Regions from separate parts of the Zea mays genome. Here all the other regions are linked to region 1. Evidence: chromatin contacts called from public Hi-C data. All regions are on one chromosome and are shown on one strand. Each heading gives the region's core, a stretch centred on a gene start, on an enhancer-like site or on the middle of the called end of the contact. The rest is flanking DNA. Distances are from core to core; before and after follow the strand shown. Region 1 holds the start of LOC100191871. Region 2 holds the start of LOC100381829. Region 3 holds the start of LOC100273872 (Zinc finger protein VAR3 chloroplastic).

What was found. Hi-C and Micro-C count contacts between places; a contact is called where the count stands out from the background.
Region 2: a Hi-C map of tassel shows a contact between it and region 1, with 2.8 times the contacts expected there. The contact joins the promoter of LOC100381829 here to the promoter of LOC100191871 in region 1. A contact is called at or near these places in 2 of 25 Hi-C or Micro-C datasets (ear and tassel).
Region 3: a Hi-C map of tassel shows a contact between it and region 1, with 3 times the contacts expected there. The contact joins the promoter of LOC100273872 here to the promoter of LOC100191871 in region 1. A contact is called at or near these places in 4 of 25 Hi-C or Micro-C datasets (ear, leaf and tassel).

What each region holds. Positions count from the first base shown.
Region 1 is chr8:177,564,954-177,568,233 of Zm-B73-REFERENCE-NAM-5.0, forward strand. LOC100191871 reads left to right here and starts at 1,617. Exons shown (of 8, transcript NM_001137295.1): 1 at 1,617-2,242; 2 at 2,324-2,524. The coding sequence starts at 1,952. LOC103636565 (a long non-coding RNA gene) reads left to right here and starts at 2,531. Exons shown (of 2, transcript XR_558066.2): 1 at 2,531-3,206; 2 at 3,278-3,280.
Region 2 is chr8:177,357,316-177,360,595 of Zm-B73-REFERENCE-NAM-5.0, forward strand. LOC100381829 reads left to right here and starts at 1,766. Exons shown (of 3, transcript NM_001358095.1): 1 at 1,766-2,167; 2 at 2,326-2,609; 3 at 2,713-3,280. The coding sequence starts at 1,969. The coding sequence ends at 3,156.
Region 3 is chr8:177,376,387-177,379,666 of Zm-B73-REFERENCE-NAM-5.0, forward strand. LOC100273872 (Zinc finger protein VAR3 chloroplastic) reads right to left here and starts at 1,710. Exons shown (of 5, transcript NM_001148267.1): 1 at 1,226-1,710; 2 at 1,012-1,129; 3 at 627-901; 4 at 68-166. The coding sequence starts at 1,635.

The DNA of each region.
Region 1 (3,280 bases), core at 367-2,866:
TTTAGGGGTTTTATAGGTCCATACAATACTTGATATATGTATTATATATATGTGTGTGTCTAGGTTTATCACTATCTAGTTGAATATGGACATAAAAATATAGAGCTAAAACAAATAATATTTTAAAACGGAGGGGGTAGTTAGTATAGAGGAAATATGAGTGCGGAGGATTGTAATATAGAATAAGGAACTTTAATGACTAGACTATAAATAGTAATGTAGAGTAATGGTATAGAGTAGCAGGCACTGTGGATAGCCTAAGCTATAGGTCGCAGCGGTATGCAGCGGTAAGGCTGAAAATGATCTGAAACGATTGGAAAAAGGCTCACCACTTTCACTTTCAAATTATTTTAACGGAAACAAAAACCATACGTATTTTTGGAAACGAAAATGGCATCAATATTTCATTAATGTTAATAACGAAAGTATACGATCGAAAGTGCATCAATAACCATCAAAAAATACCAAAACAATTATTTTAAAATAATAAATTTATCAAACCATAGAACATAATACTAGCCATATAAGTATATGCCTTGATCGATCTCATACACCAATATGTACGAGCCAAATAGAAAATAGATTTTAGTTTAAATAGTCGTACCACTTTAATAGATTTTTAGAGGTGTACTACTTTTAACCATCTCCTTAAACCCAGTCTTTGTAACCAACTTCGTAAATGAAATAATCAATTTTGAAATCATCTTATAAGATGACAGTAATAGTTATATCTCACAAAACTTTAAGCAACATCTCACAAATACAAGTGACAAGCACTATGCACATACACATAGTTAGAAAGTCAACATAATTGGTATCATCCTGATCCTTCTAAGGCTCTTGTGCAAATTATGAATATATGTGTCAAGAGTAATAATTGGATAGGTCTTGGTATTAGGGAAACAATAACTTTTGTTTTATATTTTCTTGAGTTAAGATAAAATTATTATGAATTTACAAAGACTAGTTTAGATTTAATATTTTTTAAAAAAATTACTAAATTCATTATCGACAGTAAAATACCGAATAAATACGGTAATTTTTGAAAGGCAACGTATCAAGTGCAAATCAAGTTTCCGTGCAAACCAACTAATAAACATCACAAAAAATTTATAGATGTACTTCATTGTCTACTCTATCACTATATAATAATTCAAGCTCAAATTATCATACGTTAAGAGATAAAAAAAGAGAAAATTCTGAGATAAAAAAATGAAAATTATCTCAGAATTTTATCTTTTGTATCTATTAACATATAATAAATTTAAACTTAAAAATTTATACAGTGATAGAATGGGCAAAGAAGTACATCTCTATTATTTAGATTTTTTTGACTTTTGTTAGTCGGTTTGCATGGATTTTGCACATAAGTACTTGCATTTTTTTAAAAAACGGTCGGAAGGGACTCAAATTATTTCTATTCCCGATTGTTTCTACAGATTTTGTTTTCGTTCCGTTTAGCTCTAAAAGTTGGTAAAATTTCGAAAAGATCCCCGTCACCGAAAATTAACGTTTTCGTTTTTCACCCCTAGCAGCCCCTCCAAAAAATCTCAAACAACTCTTCAGCACGGGAAAACCCGTACACACCACAGCACCGTCGCCAATGTCCGCCGCCGCAGCCGACTGGCTTCCGTCAGCGTCCGTGACGGCATCCGGCCGCCCGGTGCTTTCCGCGGGCGAGGTGGAGCGGAATCTCCTCCCGCTCGTCGACCTCGAGCCCGAGGAAAATCCGCGCCTTGCTCCCCTCCGCGCCTGCCTCCTCGCGCTGACTTCCCACCGCCTCATCTTCCTCCACGAGCCCTCCCGCTCCGCGCGCGGCCTGCCGCTCGCCACCGTCGTCCATGCGTACCCTCCCCACCGCAGGCACAGCCACAACCCCCTCCGCTCCCTCTTCTCCGCCCCGTCCTCATCTTCCTCGTCTCAGCATCACCGCATCCGCCTCCAGATCTCCATGCCACCCGTGCGATCAGAGGTCATCGCCATCGTCGTGACCTGCAAGGCTGACGTTGATGTGTTCTTCGGGAGGCTGCTCGAGGCGATCCGTGCAAGGGCTTGGGAGGTGACCCCTGCAGCTGCTCCGTCGAGTGGCACGTCGGTGGCAGAGGGGGCCGCGCCTACGGAGGACATCGCGATACGGATGCCGGTTGTTGGGGTCTCGGGGATACTGCGGATGGAGCAGGAGTCATGGGAGAACGCCGGGCAGAACTTGCAAGATGCGTTCCAGGATCTCAATGCCCTCATGGTTAGCATTGCACAGCTATCATCTGAGATTGATCACCATGGTCTAATTTGAACTCAATTATTGTTATTTTTTATGCTCCAGAGCAAAGCTAAGGAAATGATGCAGTTAGCAGAAAAAATGAGGCTCAAGCTATTAATGAACTCATCCACTGAATCAAATTCCAATGATGAAGAGATGGGTTCTAAGCAAGACATGCAGGATTTGCTGTTGAGTGTTGGCATTGTGTCTCCTGTGACGAAAGAAACTGCTGGTGCGTTGTATCATCAGCAGTTGTCACTACAGGTAACATGCAATTGTTTTTTATGTAGCTTGTTTTGGACTATAAATTGGCTTTGATAATGCTCAATTTTTTTAAGAAGTTTGTGTGGATTAGGTCAATATTTAGTTCAGTGCCTCATTGCCGTATGGCGCAAGCACAATAATATATTTCCAGAAGCACAGCAATATATTTTCAGGATATATACCTTTCTCCTCCATCTAGTGGGAATCACAACTTCTAGTGGTTAATAATTACAGCTTACAGTTCATTTTTGTATGTCAGCTAGATTCCTCAACCATTTAGCAATTTACTATTACTAGAATTTATTCAGGAGATTTGGTCCCATCTTGTCAGTGAAGATGTGTACATAAATCAAATATTTAGTTTGAGGTTCACACCATATGAATAATGCACTAATTATATATACAGAAAAAATAGCTTGTATTTAACAGTTATGGCCCTGTTTGGCAAGCCTGCTACTTAGGGTTTGATTGTATGTGTATGAACTCTGTCACACACTTCCTACAAGCACAAACAACCACACCCGAGAACACAAGCGGAAATACAAATACATATGCAGTATGAATAAGCACGAGGCAAACCAATCAGGAGACGCAAGGATTTGTTTGACTAGAGAACGGGCCACCACAACTCCACAAGGCGCCCTACGTCTCCATTGTGGAAGTCAGTGAGGGACCCATCAAGGTCTACTCTTGGTCAGACTTGAAATAACCTCTTTCCACCAATCCACTAAGAAGTCTTCTTTCCACTTTCAGTGG
Region 2 (3,280 bases), core at 516-3,015, 210 kb before region 1:
TGCATTTTCTAAAAATAATAGAATAAAAAGTAGATGGCTTCTAATTAATTCGTTTTAAATCAATAAACCATGAAATTTGTACATTCTTTCCGACAATATAATGTACACTCAAATCTAAATTAGATTGCCATATAATAACTACTCTTACCGTTCTTCGCTTTAGATTTGTTATAAGTCGAATTTCTCTAATTCACCAAAGTGTATACAAAAAGCATTAACATATGGGACGTCGTCAAATTAATTCCATTACATTCTCTAATTTGATTGGCGATAAAACTAAAGTACACTTCAACTTCACAATAAACTACAGCCAAAACAAGCTAATTTCTTCAGACCGCGCACACGTTCTGGTCGGGAAAAGCTCAGTTGCATGCGGGGCACTTTTAAACTATATAATTGATCATAGTTAAGTAAAAACTAACTACAGGCAAACACAATGTTCTCCTTTTTACTTAAAGGAACAGACAAACATAGTGGAGAAACCGCTTTCTGACGGACCCCGTTTTTCCAGTGTCTTTTTTTTCAACTAGATATGGAGACACACGTAGTTCATAGCATATAGCATGTATAGTGGTAGTCCATGGCAGGAGGAATTTAAGGAAAACGCATCGGATGTTGACGACGACGAGCTAGAGCGGGAGCGGGCCCCCGCCGGCGCACCGCACCCGGACCCGGGCAAGGTTGAACGCACCTGGACAGGAACAGGATAGCATGCATCCAGGACCAGGACCAACCAGTGCAGGAGGCAAGCACCAAGCTGGTTCATCGGCACCACCTGCTGAATGCCGACTTCTCTTTATCTAAGCTGTTTATTAATAATAAATAAAAGTGGACGCATGAGACCATCATCCATCCTCGTATGAACGAACGAACGGGGCAAGCTATAGATTGGAAAGCAGTGTGTACATATATATATGCTGGCTTGGCTTCTGAACTTTTTTTAAAAAAAAAATATATTCCAAGCATATCCTTTGTTGTCGACAGGCAGAGGATCCTGCGCCTGAGATGCGTGTGAAAGCCAGCAGTTGACAGGCGAAACAGTAGCATCTGTCGTGATCGCATTGATACCGACTGAAACACACACGTCGCTCACTGCTCACAGCACGTTTTGAATCTTAGCTGTTCATCGATCGGAAGACGTGGTGCGATTTTGTCAATTCAAATCAAGGCACTTTCCCTAATTTTTCCATAGACTGGAACTGGAACTGGACGCAGTAATGCCGAGCACCAAACCTGCAGATCAAAACAGTCCTTGGAGGACGAGAAAGCCAGGGCCTTCATGCCCGGAACAGCGGCGGCGGCGGCGGCGGCGGCGGCACAATGCGCACGTGGCGGCGCCGCCACCGGCCCTTGGCGCGCGCCGAGCCCATCGCCCACTGCTACGCAGTCAAAACCACGGAGAGCTTTCACGATGACGACCGGGGCGTCCCATTCGCCGAGATCGCTCGCTCGGATTTTAGTACATTTCCCGGATGGAAACTGGCGAGATCCCCTCGACAAGCTTTTGACCCTTGCGGGAGTTGGGCGTCGCGCGTGGGCTGCAGCCGTCGTCGGCCAGGCAGGCCACCAACGGCGGTGGAGTGGACAGGACAGGGTCAGAGCCTTTTCCACGCGGGAACCTTCGCGGCAGCGTCGCCCCCATCCTCATCCGGAGGAGGGCACGGGGCCACGCCACGCCTGGACCGCGCGAGGCGGCACGAGCTGGGCTACGCAGCGCAGCCCATATAAACGCGCTCCGAGACCCTCCATTCGCCTTGGTGGCCAAGGAGGCAAGGAAACAGGCAGCTCTCCACGGACAACGCGATTCTATTTATTTATCTGGCTGCCAGCCAGCCAGCCGCCTTTCGAAACCGAGCACGAGGGAGCCGACGTGGTGGTCTCTGGAACCTGGTTCGAGCGAGCGAGCGACCCATCTATCCAGCCGCCTGCCGGGAATTTCTGTGACGACGACGAGGAGGAGGAGGGGGTATGGCAATGGTGGCGGCGCAGGGAGGCGGCCGGAGGGACGCCGAGGCGGAGCTCAACCTGCCGCCGGGGTTCCGGTTCCATCCCACCGATGAGGAGCTGGTGGTGCACTACCTCTGCAGGAAGGTGGCGTGTCAGCAGCTGCCCGTGCCCATCATCGCCGAGGTCGACCTTTACAAATTCGACCCGTGGGATCTTCCAGGTGCGTGCTCTTCTTTCTTCCCCTGCTCACTCATGCTGTTGCAAACAAAACATTTTCTTGTTTTACTAAAAGAACAATCTTCTCGTCGATCCATTCATCCAAACCCCGGACGGAATTTCTAACTTGGCTCTGTGCCGCTCTGGTTCCTTTCCCTCCAGAGAAGGCGCTGTTTGGCCGCAAGGAGTGGTACTTCTTCACGCCGCGGGACCGCAAGTACCCAAACGGCTCGCGCCCCAACCGCGCCGCCGGGAGGGGGTATTGGAAGGCAACGGGCGCGGACAAGCCGATCGCGCCCAAGGGCGGTGGCGGGGCGGCAGGAATCAAGAAGGCTCTCGTCTTCTACTCCGGCAAGGCGCCCAGGGGATTCAAGACCGACTGGATCATGCATGAGTACCGCCTCGCGGACGCGGACCGTGCGCCGGGCAAGAAGGGCTCACGGAAGGTGCGTGTGTGGCCGTTTCATCCCGCCAGTTGCATTCCGTGGCGAGCCATGGCGCTGCAGCCGCTGCGTTCAGTGCGCTTACGTCTTTGCGTTGTTCTTGCAGTTGGATGAGTGGGTGTTGTGCCGGCTGTACAACAAGAAAAACAATTGGGAGAAGGTGAAGGCTGAGGAGCCGGAGGCGGCGGCGCCGTTCCGTCACCAGCAGGGCGCAGCGGAGGATTCCATGTCTGACAGCTTCCAGACGCACGACTCGGACATCGACAACAATGCCTTCGGCATGCAGAACGGCTTCGGTAACATGGTGCACGGGCAGACCATGACCATGAGGAACGGCATTGGCAGCGTGGCGAGGACGGTGAAGGAGGACAACTATTGGTTTACCGACCTGAATCTGGATGATCTACAGGCACCCTACAACGTGACCCATGTGTTGAATCCGAACCCTGTTCAGACGATGAATCTGGCAGCTGGGCAAGGCCATGGCTACTTGCAGTCTATGAGCTCGCCGTCGACGAAGATGTGGCAGACCATCTTGCCTCCGTTCTGAGAGTTGCTGTGATGGAAGGGGGAAGAGATGATCTTGGGCGTAGGAGTGGTTAGACTGGCTAGGAACAGCAGGTTTAAAATTTGGAGGGTCTGAATTCTGCAACTGTTGCTGGTAGTCTTGTAAG
Region 3 (3,280 bases), core at 460-2,959, 190 kb before region 1:
GTCAGCTTTGTCAAAGTTATATAAGATTAATACAAAAAAATTTAGCACTTAACATGTCAGATCTTACTGAGGGCATTCCCACTCTCCACCAGTCAACATCTTCTTTGGCCTCTGCTCATTGCACTCAAGGCACCTAACGTTTCTTGCGAAGTTCATGAAGCTACATCTGCAAGTTGCAGAGCAATTTTCATAAAAAATGAGTTGCAGATGAAAGAACACACGAAGTATTTTAAGAGGGGGAAAACAGGTAGAAAGTTAAAAAATTAGTGTGTCAATAGTTTAAGAGGGGCAGACCCAGGGCCACAGTCTCCCACATGAGTGGGGTATAGGAAAGGGATAAACCGATGCAAGTCCTCCCCCGCAAATGCAGAGAGGTTGTTTCAAACCCACGACCTGCTGACTCGGTGAGACAGCTCTCAGCCTCTCACCACAACACCAGGCTTGCCCTTCAATGTGACAATAATATCAAGTTGCAAAAAAAAAAAAAAAGGAAACATCTGGGTACACATTCTAGATGCATCATATCTAGTAGCAAAATGAACAATAAGCTAGGTCGATACTTTGATGCAAGGCATTGAACGGAGCACAAATATTAAAGAAAAAGAAGAATGTTAGAAGTGGCATACCTTGTGCAAATCCAATCACCTCGCTTCATTTCGATATTTTGCCCTGGAGGCCTGGAAAATTGTTCATGCTGACTCGAGCAAATTTGGTTGGGAGTTAATTCCACAGAAGTGGAAGACTGGGAAAGAGCACTAAAACTCACTAACTCAACCATGATATTTCTCACGGCCAAATCAGTGAGTTCCTTGTCTTCTGAGCAGATGTCAGAAGAACCGTATATGTAACTTAGCAGATATCGAACAATATCAACAGTTCCAGCTCTCTCTGAAACAGTGACCTGGCAAAATTTTCCGATGTTTAGTGTGTTGAGCTGAGCAAGGTCATATTTACTAGCCCAAACTAATAATGATGCAACGTGACCGATTAACGGAAGCCCAAATGACATACGTCGGTTTCTTCCCCAGCAAGGTAGCGCCGAAGCCGCTGTCCTGATGCCTCCCCGTCCTTGAACAGAGACGGCGCCACATTGCCCACCAGGACCTCCACGTCCTTCCTTTGAAGCGAACTGAACGCACACCCGAATTAGTCAGCAAGACAGCAACAAAGAGACTCTCACCCCGCCAAAGCCCAGTCAGGTATCCACTCAAGCGATTCACTTTACCTCAGGAGGTCAGGCCGGTCGCGCGCGAAGGCGAGGCAGGTGGAGACAGCGGCCTGCTCCCCGTCCGACAGGACGCATCCGGACACGAGGGCGAGATCGTCAGCGGAAAAGGGCAGGCCGGAGCCGTATCCGGTGGCGGCAAGTCGGTCGACGAGGCGGGACCACTCGGGGAAAGGCGCTCGGAGCGGTGGCGGCGGGCAGGCCGAGCTGGAGCCGTGCGGAAGGGAGGCGGAAGCGGACGAGATGTAGAGGGTACGGTGCGGGGAGGGTAAGGAGAGCAGGAACAGGCGGCGCGAGGCCGCCGCGGGCGGGGATAGGAACAGCGCGGCGGCGGCGGCAGTAGCGGGTCGGAGGCGGAGCGGGGAAGAGGTGAGGAGGAAGGAGGAGAGCAGCTTGGAGGCGCCGCCCATGGCGCCGGAGCAGCGGAAGGAGGGTTTTGCGCCTCCGCTCCCGGCTTGGGGACGGCCGGATGGGGTGTAGCAGGCGGGCCGCGCGGGTGGCACGGTGCGGCGGACGGAGCTTGGAGAGATAATATGTCGTTGTGATCGGACGGCTAGTGTTCTGTTTCTGTGGTCGCCGGCAAGGTGATGGTTCGGGCTGGTCCTTGGGCCTGTGGGCTGCAGTTCTAGGCCGAGATCACTGTTTATAGGATTAAAGCCTATCTAGCTCGTGTTTAGTGGATTGGGTCATATTATCTTAGTTGTTCTGTTCTGTCGTGTCAATAATGGGGTCACATGCTTCGTATTGTTGATGGCATCATTTATTCTAGCTAATGTTATGTTAATTTAGTCTCTCCAAGAAGAATAATTAGAGTTGTTCAATAGGTCAAGTCTAGATATTACACCTTAGGTATTCAAATCTTGGATGATAATACTTTATAAATAATTAAACAAACTTAAATCACTATACATAAATAATTCAAGAGTAAAGTACACTAGCGGCCCACGAACTCATAAAACCGGCAAACAAGTCCATAAACTTTGTCAGCTCATGCAAAACCCTCCAAAACCGGGTTTGCAAAACCAGACGCCGACGTGGCAATGACATATCGGAGCCATTTGGGGTCTCCAACTTGGCATGTTGTATCACTTGTGTCCTCAAACTTAAATGCTATGTCATCTGAGTCCCTGAACTTTATGAGCTCAGAGGGTGAATGCCATAGCGTGTCAATAGAGAAACTTATGTGTATACCTTCATCATTGGGGGTCGGGATGGCAACGTGTACATACCCGTCAGGTAGTACCATTCCATACTTGTACTCATCAAAAAAAATTTACACGTCGGGTTACCCATATATGCTCGCAGGTATAAAATCTTACCCATAGCCGTACTTGTGCGGGTAATTTTACCCGTAAGGTAACCCATGTCCGCTAGGAAAGTCTTAAATTCCAATATACCGATCACTCAAAATATTAAATAAACATACAAAATAAGTTCAATTTCACATATAACAAATCATATAATCACATAACTTGGTAGCTAGAAAATGATAGCTAGAGAAATGTTTTATTTTAGCTAAGATGAGCTCTATTAGATGGTTATAGAGGTATTAATGCGGGTATATTTTACACATGGGTAGACGAGTATGGTTAGTGCCAACCCGTACCCGTCTATACAACAAGTAGAGATTATTGCCCATTAAGATACCCACGGGTAAGAAATTATCCCGTACCCACCTTCATATCGGGTAGTCAGGTTTCGGGTACTCGTTGCCATAGGCTGGCTCCAACAAGACCCTCTAAAGGGTCTTGTACCCTAAATTTAGAGGACGAGGACGTTCTCTACTCCCTCCAGCAACGTCCTCTAAACGGTCCTCTAAATTTAGAGAACGCTGTTGGATCCTCTATATGTAGAGTTTCTCTAAATGGTTCTCTATCTATTTGAATACTTTAAACAACCGGTTTAATAAAACTAAAATATGTACAATACATTTGAGAGTATGACAAATACGTATGTACAAAAATTATAAATGTCTTTAATATAGGTATTTATATATAGAGGACGTGATTTAGAGGACGTTGTTGGAGAGAAAGTAGATATAGGAGATGAAATCTT